Linked DNA regions of Mus musculus: regions 1, 2, 4, 5 and 6 are each linked to region 3. Evidence: chromatin contacts called from public HiChIP or PLAC-seq data. All regions are on one chromosome and are shown on one strand. The core of a region is the stretch at or near the end of the contact, and the rest is flanking DNA. Distances in the headings are between cores, read along the strand shown.

Evidence for each region. HiChIP or PLAC-seq counts read pairs in DNA pulled down with a chosen protein or histone mark.
Region 1: a contact with region 3 is called in a FOXA1 HiChIP or PLAC-seq map of pancreatic cancer cells. The contact joins the promoter of Xylt2 here to the promoter of Ppp1r9b in region 3. A contact is called at or near these places in 1 of 39 promoter capture datasets (cranial neural crest), 6 of 115 datasets of contacts at active chromatin or transcription factors (the 230-238 cell line, SST interneurons, bone marrow-derived dendritic cells and 3 more) and 1 of 9 other capture datasets (liver).
Region 2: an H3K4me3 HiChIP or PLAC-seq map of bone marrow-derived macrophages shows a contact between it and region 3, with 4 times the contacts expected there. The contact joins the enhancer-like site here to the promoter of Ppp1r9b in region 3. A contact is called at or near these places in 2 of 39 promoter capture datasets (cranial neural crest and stem cell-derived epiblast-like cells), 1 of 15 datasets of contacts at CTCF or cohesin (the NIH/3T3 cell line) and 5 of 115 datasets of contacts at active chromatin or transcription factors (bone marrow-derived dendritic cells, bone marrow-derived macrophages, craniofacial prominence and 2 more).
Region 4: an H3K27ac HiChIP or PLAC-seq map of microglia shows a contact between it and region 3, with 6 times the contacts expected there. The contact joins the promoter of Eme1 here to the promoter of Ppp1r9b in region 3. A contact is called at or near these places in 1 of 39 promoter capture datasets (cranial neural crest), 1 of 484 Hi-C or Micro-C datasets (embryonic stem cells), 9 of 115 datasets of contacts at active chromatin or transcription factors (the 230-238 cell line, the SCID.adh cell line, SST interneurons and 6 more) and 2 of 9 other capture datasets (adipose tissue and liver).
Region 5: a contact with region 3 is called in an H3K4me3 HiChIP or PLAC-seq map of bone marrow-derived macrophages, with 2.8 times the contacts expected there. The contact joins the enhancer-like site here to the promoter of Ppp1r9b in region 3. A contact is called at or near these places in 5 of 39 promoter capture datasets (the C10 cell line, cranial neural crest, embryonic stem cells and 2 more), 1 of 484 Hi-C or Micro-C datasets (natural killer cells), 6 of 115 datasets of contacts at active chromatin or transcription factors (bone marrow-derived dendritic cells, bone marrow-derived macrophages, embryonic stem cells and 3 more) and 4 of 9 other capture datasets (adipose tissue, embryonic stem cells, liver and 1 more).
Region 6: a contact with region 3 is called in an H3K4me3 HiChIP or PLAC-seq map of the 230-238 cell line, with 17 read pairs. The contact joins the enhancer-like site here to the promoter of Ppp1r9b in region 3. A contact is called at or near these places in 5 of 484 Hi-C or Micro-C datasets (B cells, CD8 T cells, Sertoli cells and 2 more), 5 of 115 datasets of contacts at active chromatin or transcription factors (the 230-238 cell line, bone marrow-derived dendritic cells, bone marrow-derived macrophages and 2 more) and 3 of 9 other capture datasets (adipose tissue, liver and pancreatic islet).

Annotation. Positions count from the first base shown.
Region 1 is chr11:94,676,238-94,678,937 of GRCm38.p6, forward strand. Xylt2 (xylosyltransferase II) reads right to left here and starts at 1,256. Exons shown (of 11, transcript NM_145828.3): 1 at 1,036-1,256. The coding sequence starts at 1,170.
Region 2 is chr11:94,706,496-94,709,195 of GRCm38.p6, forward strand. No RefSeq gene overlaps it. Among named protein-coding and RNA genes, the nearest start is that of Gm11541, 3.3 kb to the left of the region's middle. Within about 2 kb of position 1,371, at least 8 of the 459 cell types and tissues checked have an H3K27ac peak or open chromatin away from gene starts, as enhancers often do. A contact at or near this core is called in bone marrow-derived macrophages, where this site is marked.
Region 3 is chr11:94,989,902-94,992,708 of GRCm38.p6, forward strand. It overlaps Ppp1r9b (protein phosphatase 1, regulatory subunit 9B), which reads left to right and starts at 1,311. Exons shown (of 10, transcript NM_172261.3): 1 at 1,311-2,807. The coding sequence starts at 1,647.
Region 4 is chr11:94,652,229-94,655,027 of GRCm38.p6, forward strand. Eme1 (essential meiotic structure-specific endonuclease 1) reads right to left here and starts at 1,515. Exons shown (of 9, transcript NM_177752.5): 1 at 1,468-1,515. Mrpl27 (mitochondrial ribosomal protein L27) reads left to right here and starts at 1,563. Exons shown (of 4, transcript NM_053161.2): 1 at 1,563-1,613. The coding sequence starts at 1,574.
Region 5 is chr11:95,273,483-95,276,182 of GRCm38.p6, forward strand. Kat7 (K(lysine) acetyltransferase 7) reads right to left here. Exons shown (of 15, transcript NM_001195003.1): 15 at 1-2,405. The coding sequence ends at 2,304. Among named protein-coding and RNA genes, the nearest start is that of Tac4, 13 kb to the left of the region's middle. Within about 2 kb of position 1,334, at least 44 of the 459 cell types and tissues checked have an H3K27ac peak or open chromatin away from gene starts, as enhancers often do. A contact at or near this core is called in bone marrow-derived dendritic cells, bone marrow-derived macrophages and embryonic stem cells, where this site is marked.
Region 6 is chr11:95,292,168-95,294,867 of GRCm38.p6, forward strand. It overlaps Kat7 (K(lysine) acetyltransferase 7), which reads right to left. Exons shown (of 15, transcript NM_001195003.1): 5 at 2,396-2,478. Among named protein-coding and RNA genes, the nearest start is that of Kat7, 17 kb to the right of the region's middle. Within about 2 kb of position 1,319, at least 97 of the 459 cell types and tissues checked have an H3K27ac peak or open chromatin away from gene starts, as enhancers often do. A contact at or near this core is called in the 230-238 cell line, B cells, adipose tissue and 3 more, where this site is marked.

The sequences.
Region 1 (2,700 bases), core at 6-2,505, 310 kb before region 3:
AGGGAAGGCTTCTAGGCTCCATGCCTTCTTCACCCTACCAGGTAAAGCCCAAAAGGATGTGACAAGAGAGCCTCTGTCCCGAAGCCTTGGAGACACAGGGACAAGGGGGCGGGGGGCAGAAGCAAGAACCCCTAATCTCTGTCCACAGTTTAGGGCTTTGATTTGACTGACCCTCCCCACCTTTCCAGAACGGACCTAGACCCCACTGGACCCCTCCTAACCACACAACCAGGAGGGTGTGTCTGAGTCTGCAACTAAAAGCACCAGTGAAGAGAAAGCAGATCCCTGGGGTCAGGGTCTGGAGCTCACAGCTGCTCCTCCATTACCCCAGAGCCAGAGATGCCTCTTTCCTCCTTTGATGTCCTGAGGCCAACTCAACAGTTCACCTTCCATTCCCATCCCCTCCTGAAGATCCACCAGGGTTCTTCCCTGGCTGAGAAAGCCACGCCTTGAGAACACTTCAGTATTTTTTTTCCCTTGGGGTGACTCCTGTTCACTCTATTCCCGTGTATACACTTTGTCACAGGCCATAATTCCACCCCCTGAGCTCCACTTCACCACCAGTCGCTGCTTCTCAGGCGCAGCTCAACACGAATGCCCAGGGTCCCTTGGCCCCCACTCTTCCGCCCACAGCACGTACACCACCGCCCCCTCCCAACTTCAGAAAGTTTGGCCTGAGGCTCCCCACCTCCGAGCAGGCTGGGGCCCAGTCGCTCCTCCCAGCCCAGATCCCCGAGCCTGACCTTCATCGTTCCCCGGGACGGAGACCATCCCACCATGTCCCGCTCATCCCTTCGCGCCCCCCAGTTCGCCGGCCGCCTCGACCTCCGAGTCACGCACCGCTCCCTCACGCAGCCAGCCAGGCCCTCCAGTAAAGGGAGCGTTGGGGACCGGAGGCTGGGCTCCAGCAGGCTGCCTGCGCCTTGCTCGCACGCGGCCCGTGCCCCACTTGCCTGGCCGGGGCCGCCCGCAGCCCCGCCAGGACCCCGCGCGCCCCCGCGCCCGGCCTGCCCGCCCGCACGGCCGTCGGAGCACCTCGCCCGGCTCGTCCTCCTCCAGGCCGCTGAAGCTCCACACCACCAGGCCCTGCAGCAGCAGGATGGCCAGTGCGGTGGCGATCGCCAGCTTGTAGCGCCGCACCAGCTTCTGCACCCGCGCGCTCGCCACCATCTTCCTGCCCGGGACGCGGGGCGCGCGTCCGGCCCTGCAAACCGGCCGCGGGCGTGCGCACAGGCGCGGGGCCCCGGAGTCCCTCCTCACTCCGCCCAGATGGGCGGGCAAAGGGCGGGGCCCGAGGCCCCACCCTCTCGTGGGCTGGGCGTGGGGCAGTAGGCGGTCCGCTCGTTTCTGTCTCCAAGGTTTGAGTCTTGTGCTTGGGGTCTTTTCCACATCTCTATGAGTGTCTGCCTGTGGAAGAATCATTTCCTGACCGCAAAAGCATTGTCCCGGAGTGCGGAGGATCTGCGGCCTGACCGCTCTGGTGTCGCAGGGCATGGGGGGAGGGGGAGTCAGCTGGCCCCCACCCCTGGGAAATGCTGGCACTCTCAAGACGTGTGAGTACCACCTGCCCTGCCTAAAATCTGAAGGCCGCATCCCTGAAGACAAAGCATAGGCCCTTGACTGACTTCTGAGGCTCTTCACGAAATTGACTTGCCACTCTGCAACCTCTCATCCCAAGCATCCTCAGGCCTCTGCTGGTGTTGTGGCTCTCAACTTCTAGCTTACGTCAGAATCTCCTGGAAGATGATTTAAAAAACAGCGCCAGTTCTCACTCCTGGAGTTTAGAACCTCCGAGAATTAAATTTTTCAACAAGTTCCGCTGCTGCTGCTGCTCTGGGATCACGCTTGGAGACCCACCAGACCTTAGCATATGCTGTTTTCGCTCCACCCCATCAGTGACATCTTGGCTTGTGCCTCGCTAGCACAATTTAAGCATCTGGTGGTAATTTCTCTGCGAACGTGCCTCGTTCGCCATTGAAGCCTTGGCCCTCAGCTTTAAAGCTCAGTAAATGTTAGGAGAGTAGGGAGCTGAGAGAACCCACCTGGTTGACCATACTGCTTTCTGGCGTGTTCAAGAGCCGTGTCCAGTAAGGACTAAACACACCCGGGGCCTCACCTGATCCCAGCAGACCACGGTGGGCAGTGGAAGGAGGTAAGAAGGTGCCTGCCAGAGCAAGGTGACTAGAGGCAACAAAACCCACAGCAGAAACGCTTCACATTTTAAGTAAACAAACAAGCGAGCTATTTGATCCAGTTGCCTTGCTGTGCTACCTGGCCTGATCTGCCTTACACTAGGACTCTCACCAACTTGGTAAAGTATTTATTGTCTACAGTAGCTTTTAATTCTTGACTCTCCCATCATTACCTCCCAAGTGCAAAACAGAAGTTTGTCTTCGTTTGTCTGAGATAGTGTCTCGTGTATCCCAGGCCAGCAAAATACAGCTGAGGTTGACCTTGAACTTCTGATCTACCCGCCTCCACTTCCAGAGTGCTAGGATAACAGGCCCAAGGCATCATAAAGAATTTATACATCCGTGGAATGGAAGGGTGATAAGGTTATAAAGAAGATTTTGGAACCACTGTAAGAGATGGCTCAGTGAGGACCCAAGTTCAGTCCCCAGCACCTACATAAAAAGCCTGGAGTGGTAGTATTTTATTGTAAATCCAGCACTGGGGAGATAGATAGGTGTATCTTTGAGG
Region 2 (2,700 bases), core at 121-2,620, 280 kb before region 3:
CACATGGTCACCCAATGTCCTATGGTCCGATGCTGTGAGGATTAATTTTATATGTTAATATGACTCAGCAAAGGAATGCCTGGAAACTGCTGATCATTTTGTGGTGTGTCCATAAGGAAGTTTCTAGAAGAGAAGAACATTTGACAACTGAATGTAGAAGACCCACCTCTACCTACATGGTGATCATTGTCTAGTACACAGAGGGCCAAACAGAAAAAAAGGTAACAAAAGAGGGAACTTTCTCTTTTCTTAACTGGGACATCCATTTCCTGTGGACATTAAAACCTTTATTCTAGGCTGACGAGATGAGTCATTTGCTGCCAAGCCTGGTGACCTGAGTCCAATCCCCAGGATCACATGGTGGCAGGAGACAACTGACTCCTGCAAGTTGTCCTCTGACCTTAATATGTATATGGCCCTTCACCCCACAAATAAATGAATAATGTAATAATTTTTTTAAAAAATTCTGGTTCTTAGCCGGGCGTGGTGGCGCACGCCTTTGATCCCAGCACTTGGGAGGCAGAGGCAGGTGAATTTCTGAGTTCGAGGCCAGCCTGGTCTACAGAGTGAGTTCCAGGACAGCCAGGGCTACACAGAGAAACCCTGTCTCAAAAAAAAAAAAAATTCTGGTTCTTGGGCTAGAGAGATGGCTCAGCAGTTAAGAGCACTGGCTGTTTGCTCTTCCAGAGGTCCTGAGTTCAAATCCCAGCAACCACATGATGGCTTACAACCATATGTAATGAGATCTGATACCCTCTTCTGGTGTGTCTAAAGATGGCTACAGTGTACTCTATGTACAATAAAATAAATAAATAAATATTTAAGAAAAATTTCTGGATTTTGGTGCTTTGTGTGTCAGAATACTGGCAACCCCTCTGAGTCCCCGGTCTACAGCAGCTATGGAGTGAAGACCTCTGTCCCCTGGCTTTCAGATCATCAAATACACAATCATGTCACCAAGTCCCTTGATTCTCCAACTTGTCTTGGGGCCAGCACACCAAGGGATTTCTCAGCCTTAGGAACTGTGAGAGCCAATTCCTAGCTTAAATCTCTTTCCATGTTTCTCTGTGAATAGTGTTGGTTCTGGCTTTTTGTTGTTGTTGTTGGGGGGGGGGGTTATTGGGCCAGTACAGATGCATGCTGGGAACTGATGCTAAACTGATGGTCACACCATCAAGTCACACCCAGGCAGCCACGCTGGGCTCCTCCCTGCTGGTACTTTCTGAACACTTCCAACGGGATCTCTTCCTATCACAGCTGTAGTAGCTACTCTCTCAGTGCTGTGCCGACACACATAATGCTGACTCCATAGTTCAAGGGTCCATCACGACAGGGAAGTCATAGTGTTGTGAGCCTGAGGAAGCTAGTCACGGTGAATCCACAGACAGGAAGTGAGAAGCAGGATTTCCCCTTTCTATGCAGTAGTATCCCAGACACTAGGCATAGCACCATCCACATCGAGGATAAGACTTCACCTCAGACGACCAAGTCAAGATAATTCCTTAAAGACTTTCCCAGTAAATTGTTTCCAGAGTGACTCTAAATCTCATCAAGTTAAAAAAAAATCAAGATTAACAGTCATAATAGATCTCTTTAGAGCTAGAAAATGCTGGGCACTAGATACATAAGGCCTTAAAGGCAGAAGGCATGGCTTGCCACAGAGCATTTTCCTCCTCTGGTCCTGCCCAGTAAGTGGATCAGAAGGAGATGTCAAGCTTGGCCATGGGCTTCCATTATAACAACGGGGGACAGAAAATGAAGCAGTTTCCCCCATTTCTTGGAGGAGCATCCATGCCTGGTCCCTCTGGGCTTCCCTATCATCATGGTTTTTCCACATCTTTACAAGGTTTCTCTCCAGCTCACTTGTTTTACCTAGTGTTTTCTTGAATTTGCCACTTTGCCCTTCTCTGGCTTGAGCAGCATGACACCATCAATAGTGTGATGCATCTGTGCCACTGTGCAGAGACTATGGTCCCTTTGTACCTCCTTCTAACAGAGGACAGGAGTTAGCATCACCAGAGGCTAGACTGCAGAGCTGTGCTGTTGATAATCACCTTACTTGATAGTGAGTGGAGTGGCCCTGGTTAGCTCTTAGTTAGGGTTTCTACTGCTGTGGCCAAACACCATGACCAAATCGACTTGGGGGAGAAAGAGTTTATTCCAGCTTAAAACTCTCAGGCCATAGTTCATCCTCAAAGGAAGTCAGGGTAGGAACTGAAGCAGAGACCATAGAGGAATGCTGCTTACTGACTTGCTCATGGTTTGCTTAGCCAGTCGTCTTCTTCTTCTTCTTCTTCTTCTTCTTCTTCTTCTTCTTCTTCTTCTTCTTCTTCTTCTTCTTCTTTTCCCCCAAGCTGGCCTTAAACTCACAGAGACCCACCTACCTCTGCCTTCCAAGTGCTGAGATCAAAGGCATGTGCTACCACCACCTTGCTAAGCCTGTATTCTTACAGCACCCAGAACCACCAGCCCAGGGCTGGCAATGCCAGCTCACAGTGAACTGGGACCTCTCACACTAATCCCCAAATAAAAAATGCACCATGGGCTTGCCCACAGGCCAATTTGGTGGCAGTATTTTCTCAATTTGGTTACCCCTTCCAGAATGACTCATATTTGTGTCAAGCTGGCATAAAACTAGCCAGCATGTCCTCTTTCTTGATGGGGATGGGGAAGACTGTACTGTCAGCTAAATGGATCATT
Region 3 (2,807 bases), core at 61-2,560:
TTCTGGGTCCTAGTGTCCACCCTGTTCAGTTCCTGGGAATCTACCAACGACTGGAGGAGCTACACATCTAGACCTGACTGAATATTGGACGGATCCTCACTGCTAGATTGGGGAAGGATAACGGGCATAACAAGGCCCCTTGTTGTGTATGTGAGGAATGAAGGAGCTCTAAAGAAGCTGAGTTTTCAAGGTGGGATTTGTAGGGTACACACACACACAAACACGCTTGCACACAAGTGACCAGAATCCTCTAAGTCTGAGACCCAACGTAGAACTCTCAATAGGGAAACTTTAGCCCTGGGACTCTAGAATCATTCCTTCCAACCTCCCCCAACACCTTACAAACCTTCCTGTTTCAGAGATCTTTTCTGGCAGGTTATGAAGGCCAGGATTCTATACCTCTCCCCAAAGGGGTAGGTGAACAACGTCATTTTAAGACTTCCCAAGGCAAAAAAGCATCTTTGGTAATCTCCTGCCATATGGGTGATGTAACCCCCAACCCTGTCCCTTTCTTCATTTCTCCTCCGGACAGAGCACCACAAAGATTGCTGGGCCCAAGTTTTACATTCTGAAAGATGAAAAAAAAAAAATTCCTATGGGGAATTGTTAAAATGAAGAATCCCAGGTTCCGCCTCTGAGATTCCCCTTCACCTTTGGGAAGGAGCTAGAAATTATGTACTTTGATCTAGCACCCAAAAGTTTTGTTGCTGGTACCCCTGAACACTCTAAGGACCTTTAGAGAAATGATTAAGGGCCCTCCCCACAGAACCCCTTCACTTTGTGGGAGGAGAAGGCCAGTTCCTGCTGTGGCTGGATGGCTCCCCGCCCCCAGGGTTAAATGAGGGGACGCCTAAGTGGATTGTGAAAAGCCGAGTTTGGGATGGGAGGGCTGAAGAAGAATAGCCAAGGTCGGTGAAGCTGCGGAAGGCTGTCCGCCAACTATGAGTAGGAGAGACCAGGCGACAGGGTGGAAGGGAAGGGGAGGGCTCACAGGCTCCGGCCCCGGAAATCCGATCCCTTTAGGACCCAGTGGTACCAGTCCCCCAGCGGCGGCGGCGAGAAGGGCAGCCGCTCGGTCTCCGGCAGCCGCGGTTCGGGCAGAGCTAGAGAAAGACCGAGGCTCGGGGCGCGGGGGGGAGGGAGGGAGGGAGGGAGGCGCGGCGGAGCGGCCCGGGTCAGCGGAGCAGCCACGGGCGCGGGGATGCCGGGCACCCCGAGAGCCAAGGCCCCCGGCCGGAGTAGGGGGCGCCTGCGCCGCCAGCGCCGCTGACACCGCCTCGGAGGATGTGAGCCGGTGCCGTGGCCGCTGCTTCGCGGGCTGGGCGCGCGGTCCCAGCAGCTCCAGCCAGCCTCCGCTTCTTCAATTTGGGTGGGGGCGACCGCACCAGGCCGCTAGAGCTTTCGAAGGGGGCTGGCTGTCTTTGGCAGCTTGGTTGGGGGAGGCGACCCACACAGGGCGCTCGGAGATTTTTTTTTTTTAAAGCAGGGTTAACTGTTTTTTGGCAGCTTGGTTTCTGGGGGACTCTATAGAAGGCCTTTCGGGATTTCTTTCTTTGGGGGGAGGGGGCGGTGGTCCCGACTTGGCCAGCCGCCTGCTGGAGGGGGGCAGCGGGGAGCAGGGGGATGCGAACCCGGCTCCCCCAACCATGATGAAGACGGAGCCTCGGGGGCCCGGGGGTCCCCTCCGGAGCGCCTCCCCGCACCGCAGCGCCTACGAAGCGGGCATCCAGGCACTAAAGCCTCCCGATGCACCCGGGCCCGACGAGGCACCCAAGGCGGCCCACCATAAGAAATATGGCTCCAACGTCCACCGCATCAAAAGTATGTTCCTGCAGATGGGCACCACCGCGGGGCCGCCGGGTGAGGCAGGCGGAGGCGCAGGCATGGCCGAGGCCCCACGGGCGTCCGATCGCGGGGTGCGCCTGTCCCTGCCGCGGGCCAGCAGCCTGAACGAGAACGTAGACCACAGTGCCCTGCTCAAGCTGGGCACCAGTGTGTCGGAGCGCGTGAGCCGCTTCGACTCCAAGCCCGCGCCCTCGGCGCAGCCCGCTCCTCCGCCGCACCCGCCGTCCCGGCTGCAGGAGACGCGGAAGCTGTTCGAACGGAGCGTCCCCGCGGCCTCGGGTGGCGACAAGGAGGCCGTGGCGCGGCGGCTGCTGAGGCAGGAGCGCGCCGGCCTGCAGGACCGGAAGCTGGACGTCGTGGTGCGCTTTAACGGCAGCACCGAGGCGCTGGACAAGCTGGATGCTGACGCCGTGTCGCCGACGGTCAGCCAGCTCAGTGCGGTCTTCGAGAAAGCCGACTCGAGGACCGGCCTTCACCGTGCACCCGGCCCCCCTCGGGCAGCCGGGGCGCCCCAGGTCAACTCGAAGCTGGTCACTAAGCGGTCCCGGGTGTTCCAGCCACCGCCGCCGCCTCCCGCCCCGTCGGGGGATGGCGCGACCGAGAAGGAGCGTGGCCCCGGAGGGCAGCAGCCCCCACAGCACCGGGTGGCCCCTGCCCGACCTCCGCCTAAGCCGCGGGAGGTGCGCAAGATCAAGCCGGTGGAGGTTGAAGAAAGTGGGGAGTCTGAGGCCGAGTCGGCTCCCGGGGAAGTGATCCAGGCCGAGGTGACGGTCCATGCAGCCTTGGAGAATGGCAGCACCCCGGCCACCACAGCCAGCCCTGCACCCGAGGAACCCAAGGCCGAAGCGGTCCCCGAGGAGGAGGCGGCGGCGTCAGTGGCGACGCTAGAGAGGGGGGTGGACAATGGCCGGGCCCCGGACATGGCACCTGAGGAGGTGGATGAATCCAAGAAGGAGGACTTC
Region 4 (2,799 bases), core at 265-2,764, 340 kb before region 3:
CCTCCACATCCATATAAAATAAAAAGAAATGAAAATTTAAAATAGACAAATAAAAGCAAGTAAATCAGATGGCTCGGTGAGCAAAAACATATGTCACCTAGTTGGATTTCAGTTCCTAGAACCTACACACAGTGGAAAGCATGCCTATGCACACACCCATGTACGCTCATGTCCACACACAGGAAAAAACTCCCCTTACAATTCACATAGTGTATAGTACTCAAAACTATCCTTTAGGTGTTGGAGTAGCAGCGGTAGAGTGCTTGCTTAGCACATAGAGAGCCCTACATGAACGTTAGGCCCCAGCCTTAGTACAGTTAACAGATAAAGAAATCATTCACTCAGACTGATGGGGCTCCGTATGTCTGTGCTGTGTCAGCATTACCCTCCTCTTACTCCCGAATGTCTCCATCATCACAAAGAGAAATCCTACAAACTGGGCATGCTGGCACACAACTGCAATCCCACCTATTGGGAGGCTACAGAGGGGGATATTTTGAGTTCAAGGCCAGCCTACTTGATACAGTGAGACTTCTCAAAAGCAAGGGTATTTCTATAACCATTTTTTTTTTTTTTTTTTTTCTGAGACAGGGTTTCTCTGTATAGATAGCCCTGGCTGTCCTGGAACTCACTTTGTAGACCAGACTGGCTGAGAACTCAGAAATCCGCCTGCCTCTGCCTCCCAAGTGCTGGGATTAAAGGCATGCGCCACCACCACCTGGCATTTATTTATTTATTTAAAAATTAAGAAAAAAAAAAAAAGCCCCCACACACAAAAAAACAAGTTCTTTCTCTCTCCCAGCATCTAAAAATAAAATAAGATCCATTGTCTCTATGGATTTACAGGTTCTGTATATTTCATAAAAGCACACCGTATGTGCCTTTGGTGACTGGTGTCTTTCGCAGTCATGCTTTCAGGGTCCTTCTGTGGCCATACTATGCACCAGTACTGCCTCATTTTTTATAGCTGAATAATATTCCACTGTGTGGCTATGTCACATTTTGTTTACGCATTTATTGCTTGATGGACGGTTAGCCTGCTCCCCTTTCTTGGCTGTTACGGATAATGTTGCTACAGACATTCACGTACAAATATTTTGAACGAGTATGTTTTCACAGTTCTCTTGTGCGTACACTTAAGTCTGCCTGGAACTGCTGGGTTACACGCAAGAATCATTCTTTCAACAATAATTAGTGACTGATAATCTTTGCAGTCTTCCTGGATCTCAATTTAACATAATACCAGTAACTTAGGTTTGTAAGGAATTAAATGAAATTGTGCATCTACAACCAGTCTAGCACAGAATCTAGCTGAGCCTCACCCTGGTCCCTCCCTAGGGACCTTCGTGTGGTTCCTGGAGTGGGACAAACGTCCGTGCTGGCCACACTCCTTGTCTCTGGGGCCCACGGTCCACTGCAGAAGTCGCCGGAGGTCCCGGCCATAAACCCCAAGAGATCTGGGCTCACCTGCTACTGCTCCCGCCACTCTTTGAATTGTCCGCAAGACCCGGAAGTAGATCTATCCCGGTAGCGGAAGCAGACTTCCCAGCCTGGAAGTGAACGTGAAGCAAATATGGCGGCGGCGGCGCTTACGCTGAGGACGCGGGCAGCAGGTAGCTCAGCACTGTGGCTATTGCGAGGCGAGACAGCAGGGAGGCTGGGAGATGGAAACTGGAGCCCATGGTGAACCTAGATACGGGGAAGAAGTGAGGGGCTCCGGACCTTTGGAGGGCGACTGTCTCCGGTCACGTGACACGTTGTGGGCGGTGCTTGCGGAGGGTGGGAGTGCAGAATGAAAGCCCGTTGGATAGTTACTCCAGAAGCTCTGTCCCCTCTGGGTTTATGTGGATCCCTCCGGATTTGAAGAAGACTAAGTTCAAAACATTTAATTGATATTCAAGACTTAGCTTTTTTCCTTTCCTCGCTTTTGAGGTAGGTTCCCACTGTGTAGTTTGCCGTCTTAGAGCTGGTATTTCAGATGTCTATGACCATGACCAACGCTTAGGTCTGGTGAGACACTGCTCAGAGTACCAGCATAAACATGGTTTCTAACGCCTTGTGAGTTCAGCCAGTAAACACGTGAGTAACTTAGTTGTAATCTCGAATAGTATTGTGAAGAGTCTTAGATTAGGGGACCAAGGAAGTCTCTTGAAGGGATAGCAATTTAGACCTAAAAGAGACAGACCCAACCAAACCTGTGTAGACAGAAGGCAAGAAAATGACTTGACTCGGTTTTACAGTTTTGAGGAGCCAATTAAGAGGAGGCAGACTGGGTGCAAATAAATAAATGAAAATGAAACCAAGTGGGACCAGGAATAGTAGTGCCTATAATCCCTGCACTTAGGAGCCTGGGGCAGGAAGATTTCATCAGATCCAAGGCCAGCCTGGGTCACAGACTCAAAAGCTATAAATAAATAAAATAACATAAAATAAAATAAAATAAAATAACCTACACAGAAAACCATCTGCAAGACTTGCTATAGGATAGATCATTTGGCCCAGATATTAGTGGTGTTGGTAGAGAAGCTGGAGGGTAGTGGGTGAATATGACATCTGTCTGTTCTGAAGATATAGATTCCACAAGTCTTACTGCTCTGTAAAATGAGGGAAGAGAGTCATCTGTAAAGTCTTGTTTTTCACAAGAGCAGAGACATATGAGTGAAACAATGTAGGCAAAAGCAAAACACCAATCACCAGTAAGTGAGTGGGTGAAGCCAGGAAGTGCATGCCTGTAACCTCGGTTATATGTGAAGTAAAGGCCTGAGGATTGCAAGTTCAAGGTCTTCATGGGCTACAGGA
Region 5 (2,700 bases), core at 84-2,583, 280 kb after region 3:
CCACACACAAATGAAGTTAGCCTCCACTGAGTGGCTAACCAGACCCAGCAACGACAGGATCAGGACTGTGCAACCATCATCTCTCCCTCCCTGGCATTCAATTCTTACCGTCCATGTTACCCATCTCCACTCTTCAAACTGAGAGAACAAAATCTCCCTCTGCTGCAAATGGTTCCAACACAGAGACTTGAGCAAACCCTGGTCTAAGATCAACAGAAGGGCAGTTATTTTTCTCCACTGCATTTTCCGACTCCAGTAAGAGGCCTTGCCAGTGAGCAAAAGTAGCCCAGCAAACACAGCTCCCTTTCCACACCCAGACGACAATGCCCCGCCCCGCTGGTCCTGCCTGGGCAAACACAAGCAACAACTGCAGCTACTTCCAGAGGCACAACCTGGGCTGGATGATGATTAGACAGGGCCTGGCTTGATACTGGTGAGCACGCTTAGAGGAAAGGAATGCATTGTTCTGCCTCCTACAAGCTTCCATGGCATCCCCAACCCACCCTAACTTCCCAGTGGTTCCTTGACAAGGCCCCAAACCAGAGGCAGATGAATGAAATTACACTAGCTAGCTGCTGTTGCGCACAGCGACTTCCTGGAGCCAAAGGGAGGCAGACTCAATTTGTTTTACCGCTTGTGAGTTCAGAGAAAACACTCACTCTGTCAACAACCTGCTTCACAGGGGAAAACAATCCATAGCTCCAAACCCCAGGGCTAACACTGTGCTGAGCCAATCACACCATTCCCATATAAACAAGCTTCAGAGCAGTCAGACATGAGCAGAGAACATGCTTTATTGAGTAGATACAGAAGAGCACATTCTGCCACATGTGGGGAGGGCTCAGCATCTGTAAAAGGCCTTTACCCCTTAAGAAAACCCCCAGTGAAGTGGCTTTTGGATACATTTTAACAGTTACACTGAAACTGGAGGGGAGCCACTGAACATGCTTAAAATCAGCTCCCCAACCCACAGTGAATATTAGTAGTGTACAGAGATGACAAGAGAAAGGCACAAATGACCAGAGTTAGGGTTGTGGTAAGAGGGTGCCACGTGAAGACAGCAGTGTTGGAAGAGACCAACTTGGGAAGGGTGACATGTCAGACATCAAAAGCTGCCCCAAGATAGCAGGTTATATACTGGGACAGGGAGAAATTAGAGGGAACACTTCTTCCTTCACTTAACACCACCAAAAATAGGAACCCAGAGAACAGGATGATGGTGGCAAGTCCCGAAAGGGAATGGACTTAGTTCTTAGACAGAAGCACTTCAGTCTGCTGGGGGAGGGAGGCACTGTTGAGAGCGAAGCAAACCGTAGCAGAGTGGCCACCCTGTCTTGCTGAGTCATGGGCTGAGAAACACAAGCATTTCAACCAGTTTCCACTTCTCCCAGGAAGCTCTGGACAAGATCAGTGCAACTTGTGTGGAAAGTAGAGCTGCCCTACACCAGACTGGCAGAGGCAGGTGTGGAAAGATCCACAGGGTGGTCATTTAATGTATGAAAAAAGACTGTTAAAATATTTTGGCAACTACCAACATAAAAGGGGGCAGAAAAAAAAGTGGGGGCATTTTCTGCTGTGGCAAAGAATTCCTCATTTCCTTCTACACAATGCTGCCCCAGTGTCCACAAGTAAATACAAAGGAAAGCATGGGACCACCTCTTAGGCTTCACCATCTCACGCAGATGGACCAGGCCTGTGAACCCCTGGGAAATGCCAGGCGTTCCTAGCTCTGGGCAGCCTGATCCTGATCAAAGGTAGTAAGTCTTTTGACAAAAAGGGAGAAAAATGAGTGACTGCGAGATGAAACCCATGGTGAGCGGACCCTCCCAGCAGACACGCACAGGCGCTGCCTCTTGCCCACCCCTTCATGAAGAATGTGTTAGAAGTAACTGGAAAGGGCCCTTTGGTGGCAACCATGTTTGGAGGTCTGCTATCCAGGCAGGAAAAAGCACTAGCACAAAGGTCAGGACACAACAAACCTCGGAGTTAAAAAGCATGAGGTGGGAACCAGTGACTGGACAGGTACAGTACCATAACACAACTCCTTGGGTCAGTGCTATGAGGGATCTGTACTCGAGCCTCATACAGATCCGTCCAGGCAACCTCACTGAGGCCGAAACAACAGTTCCTCAGAACTAGTGTCTGCAGTGTACACGAAGGCTGGAGCCAGAACAGTGCTGAGGGGGTGGCCTTCCCAAAGGATACTGTACTTGCCAATCACAAGAGCAACAGAAATGACAGACAGATCCCTAGGGTACGGATTCCTACTGCTGGGGCTCGCTGGCTCGGAATGATAGGTCACTTTAAGTGCCCTTGGGAGGGGTCCATTTTAAGCAGCTTGGATCCATGGTTTTGTTGGAGTTGGACCTTTTGGCCTCTTTGGCTATCCACTCATCTATCAGGTCCTGTGAAGAATAAGGAAGCAACCATTATACACATGCAACCAATACGCTTTAAAAAAGATTCCAAAATGACTAGCAACAGATTCACCTAAGTCCTAATAACATACTTAAAGTACAAGATGTTATTATTTTTAGATTTGCAAAGTTTCCTCTTTATATTCCTATTCTGTCTTCAATGAGAACTGAAATCATTATTCATTTATGCTTATGATGTGTAGGTAACTAAAAAAAAAATTCAAAATGGACCTAAGCTGAGGTGCCATTTCACAAAACAGCAGTCCTAGGACTTATGAGGACT
Region 6 (2,700 bases), core at 69-2,568, 300 kb after region 3:
CACTGCTCTCCTCAGTGTCACTTCCCCTTCTGGGAACTGACACCCTGCATCTATCAGCCTCCTGGGTTGCATCACTGAGCAGGCTCAAGTGGAATAACCAATAGATCTCCCACGTCTGCTACACTCAACATCTCTCCACTACTATCTCAACAGGTGAGCATTCAAAAACTTGGAATCTTTCATTTCTTTTTCTCCTATCTCCTAGTAGCTTCCTCTCCTTCAGAACATATCCCGAATTTAATCTTATCTTCGACATTTTACCAATAACACACTGGTCTAAGCTATCATTTACAGCAAGAACTTCTAAGCATGTTTCCAATGCACCTATTGGGTGTCATCTCTTTCTCCTGCAGTTGTTCTCTACAAGTTAAGTAGTTGTTGCTTCAGACACATTCTTCTTCTGCCTGCACCCTCTAAATGCTTCCAACTGCCATCGGAACAAAACATAGTCCTGTGCTGAACATTTTGATCCTTTATGATCTCAATCCTCCGCCTTCATTTCCCATGGTGCTCCAATCATACAGTCTACCTTCAAACCCTGTCATCCCCAGCTCACGGCCACGGCACTTACTATTCTGTCTCCTTTAGCTCTCCCCACTCGATTCTTTATCCCCTGCTACTATGACACCGTAAACATCTAAATCCTATGTCAATCTCATATGGCTTTCTTGACCTCCTCTAGCAAAAGCAGTATGTTAGCCTCCCTTTGAGCACAGTCCCTCTCTTTCTCTATTGGTTTTTCATGGTGTCTATCACAACATAAATGGATATTAATATACAGGTTTCCCATGGGAATGTAAACTCCTTGGTTGCAAGTGTCTTTTATCTTTTGATTTTTATCTTAGTCACTGAATCCTTTGCTATCCACAAAAAGTTGCCTGCATCCACAAAAAAATGAAAGACAATTGAAAGGTTTACTGGGAAATATGAGAGCGATCATTCACACGCAGGAAGTTTAGAACTGAAGAACTTCCTGAGGCTAGGGAGGCAGCTAGCTTGTCTCAGGCTCTCATCTCTAGTGCTTTCCTGCAAGCACATGGCCCAGTAGTAAAGCACGGCTGACACCAGTCTCACTTCCCCATACAGGGCAGAAGTAAAACTTTATAACAGAAATGCCTTCTTTATTCGCAATTTTTTTCCCCTGGTCTGAAATTTCTCAAACTGCTTAAGGTACTTAAGGTATAGACATTACTTCAGGCCATGATTCAAGAAGACTGATGCAAAGCGAAGCACTATCAGATGTTTAGAGACAAGCGGTAGAGGAGCATTCTGAAACCACTGTCACAATAACCGTGACAGTTATTTTTCAGGGGAAGAAGTCCAAGTGTTTGGTCAGCGTCTGAATCAGGTGCTAACACAGTCATGCTTGCACTCATCCAGCCTAAGACAGTAAAAAGACAACAGGAAGAGCTGACACAGAAGGCAAGCTGTCTCATACACAAAGACCTGGAATGAAGACAAAAAGCAGGGTCTTTGGCAGAAAAATACATGTAAGCATTTCACGTTTTATTTGGTGAAAATTTAAACGTGTGAAGAAATAGTCTCCCAGCCCCGCCCAGAGACCTTGTATATTAGAACAAGTTCCTGTAGCAAGGAGAACAGGAAATTGAATTCTTTTCCAAATGAGACTTGCTCATACAAGCATAAAACCTGTGACCCAGGCCTTGTGTGTGAGCAAAAGAACAACAAAAAAAGCAAGTAACACTTTGGTGCAGTCAAAGCATTTAGTTTGGAAAACTTGTCCAAAGACTCCCTGAGTCTACTTAATTACTATTTGCAATTCTTGCTTCCCCATAATTACCTGTGGTTCCATCCTTGGGAGCAGTAACCTACACAGGAATGCACAAAAGAAGACCCGAGGCTCTAGTCTCAAACACATCATCCAAGTCCCGAAGGTTATTTAGGAAAATTAAAAGAACTAGCCAAGAACAGGTGTGACTGACAGAAATCAAGAGGAACAGGATATGCAGAAACAAACAAGAGGGACATCAGAAAATTATGAAAAAGCAAAACAACTTCACGGATTTGTTAAGAAAGCCTGAGGTGGAGCGGTAGGCTCAACTATCTACGCACATTCTGAAAGGATGCGCCCTGGCAGGATATGACTTCAGTTACCAAGGAAATGAATGCGGCAGTGGAGAAAATCCCGATACTCTAAAGATAAATCTCCCTATTAACTCCTTCCCCAACACTCACTACATAGTACAATCCTTTTATTTGTTCGTGGAGTTAAAAAAACCAAACCAAACCAAACCCTTCTTTCCATTGCTTCCTCCACTGACATGTAAGAACAGACCTTGTTCCCCAGGCTCAACGCTGTACCCAGAGTGCTTAGCAAAGTGCGGGTCACGTCGCAAGCACTTGAATACACCCTGAATGAAGGAGCACACGTTACCTTGCATTCGTCAGCTGAGAGGTTATGATACAGCGGGCATCCTGAGATGGAGAAATGTCTCTCGTGCTTTCCTGTAAGATGTCCTGTTAAAGGAGGGAAAACTTAATTTCCAGGAAGAACATGCACACCTAGGAAGTGAGATTTTGACAAGTCTGGCTTTACCATTTCATTTTATTAAACAAATGCTTCCAAATGGAGCTGCCGTGAAGATCCCGATGTGTACCCTCATGCACTATTTTCCTCCAGAGCAGGCAATCTGAGATGTAGTCAGGTTTACGTTTTGAGGCAGGGCCTACTGAGAAGCT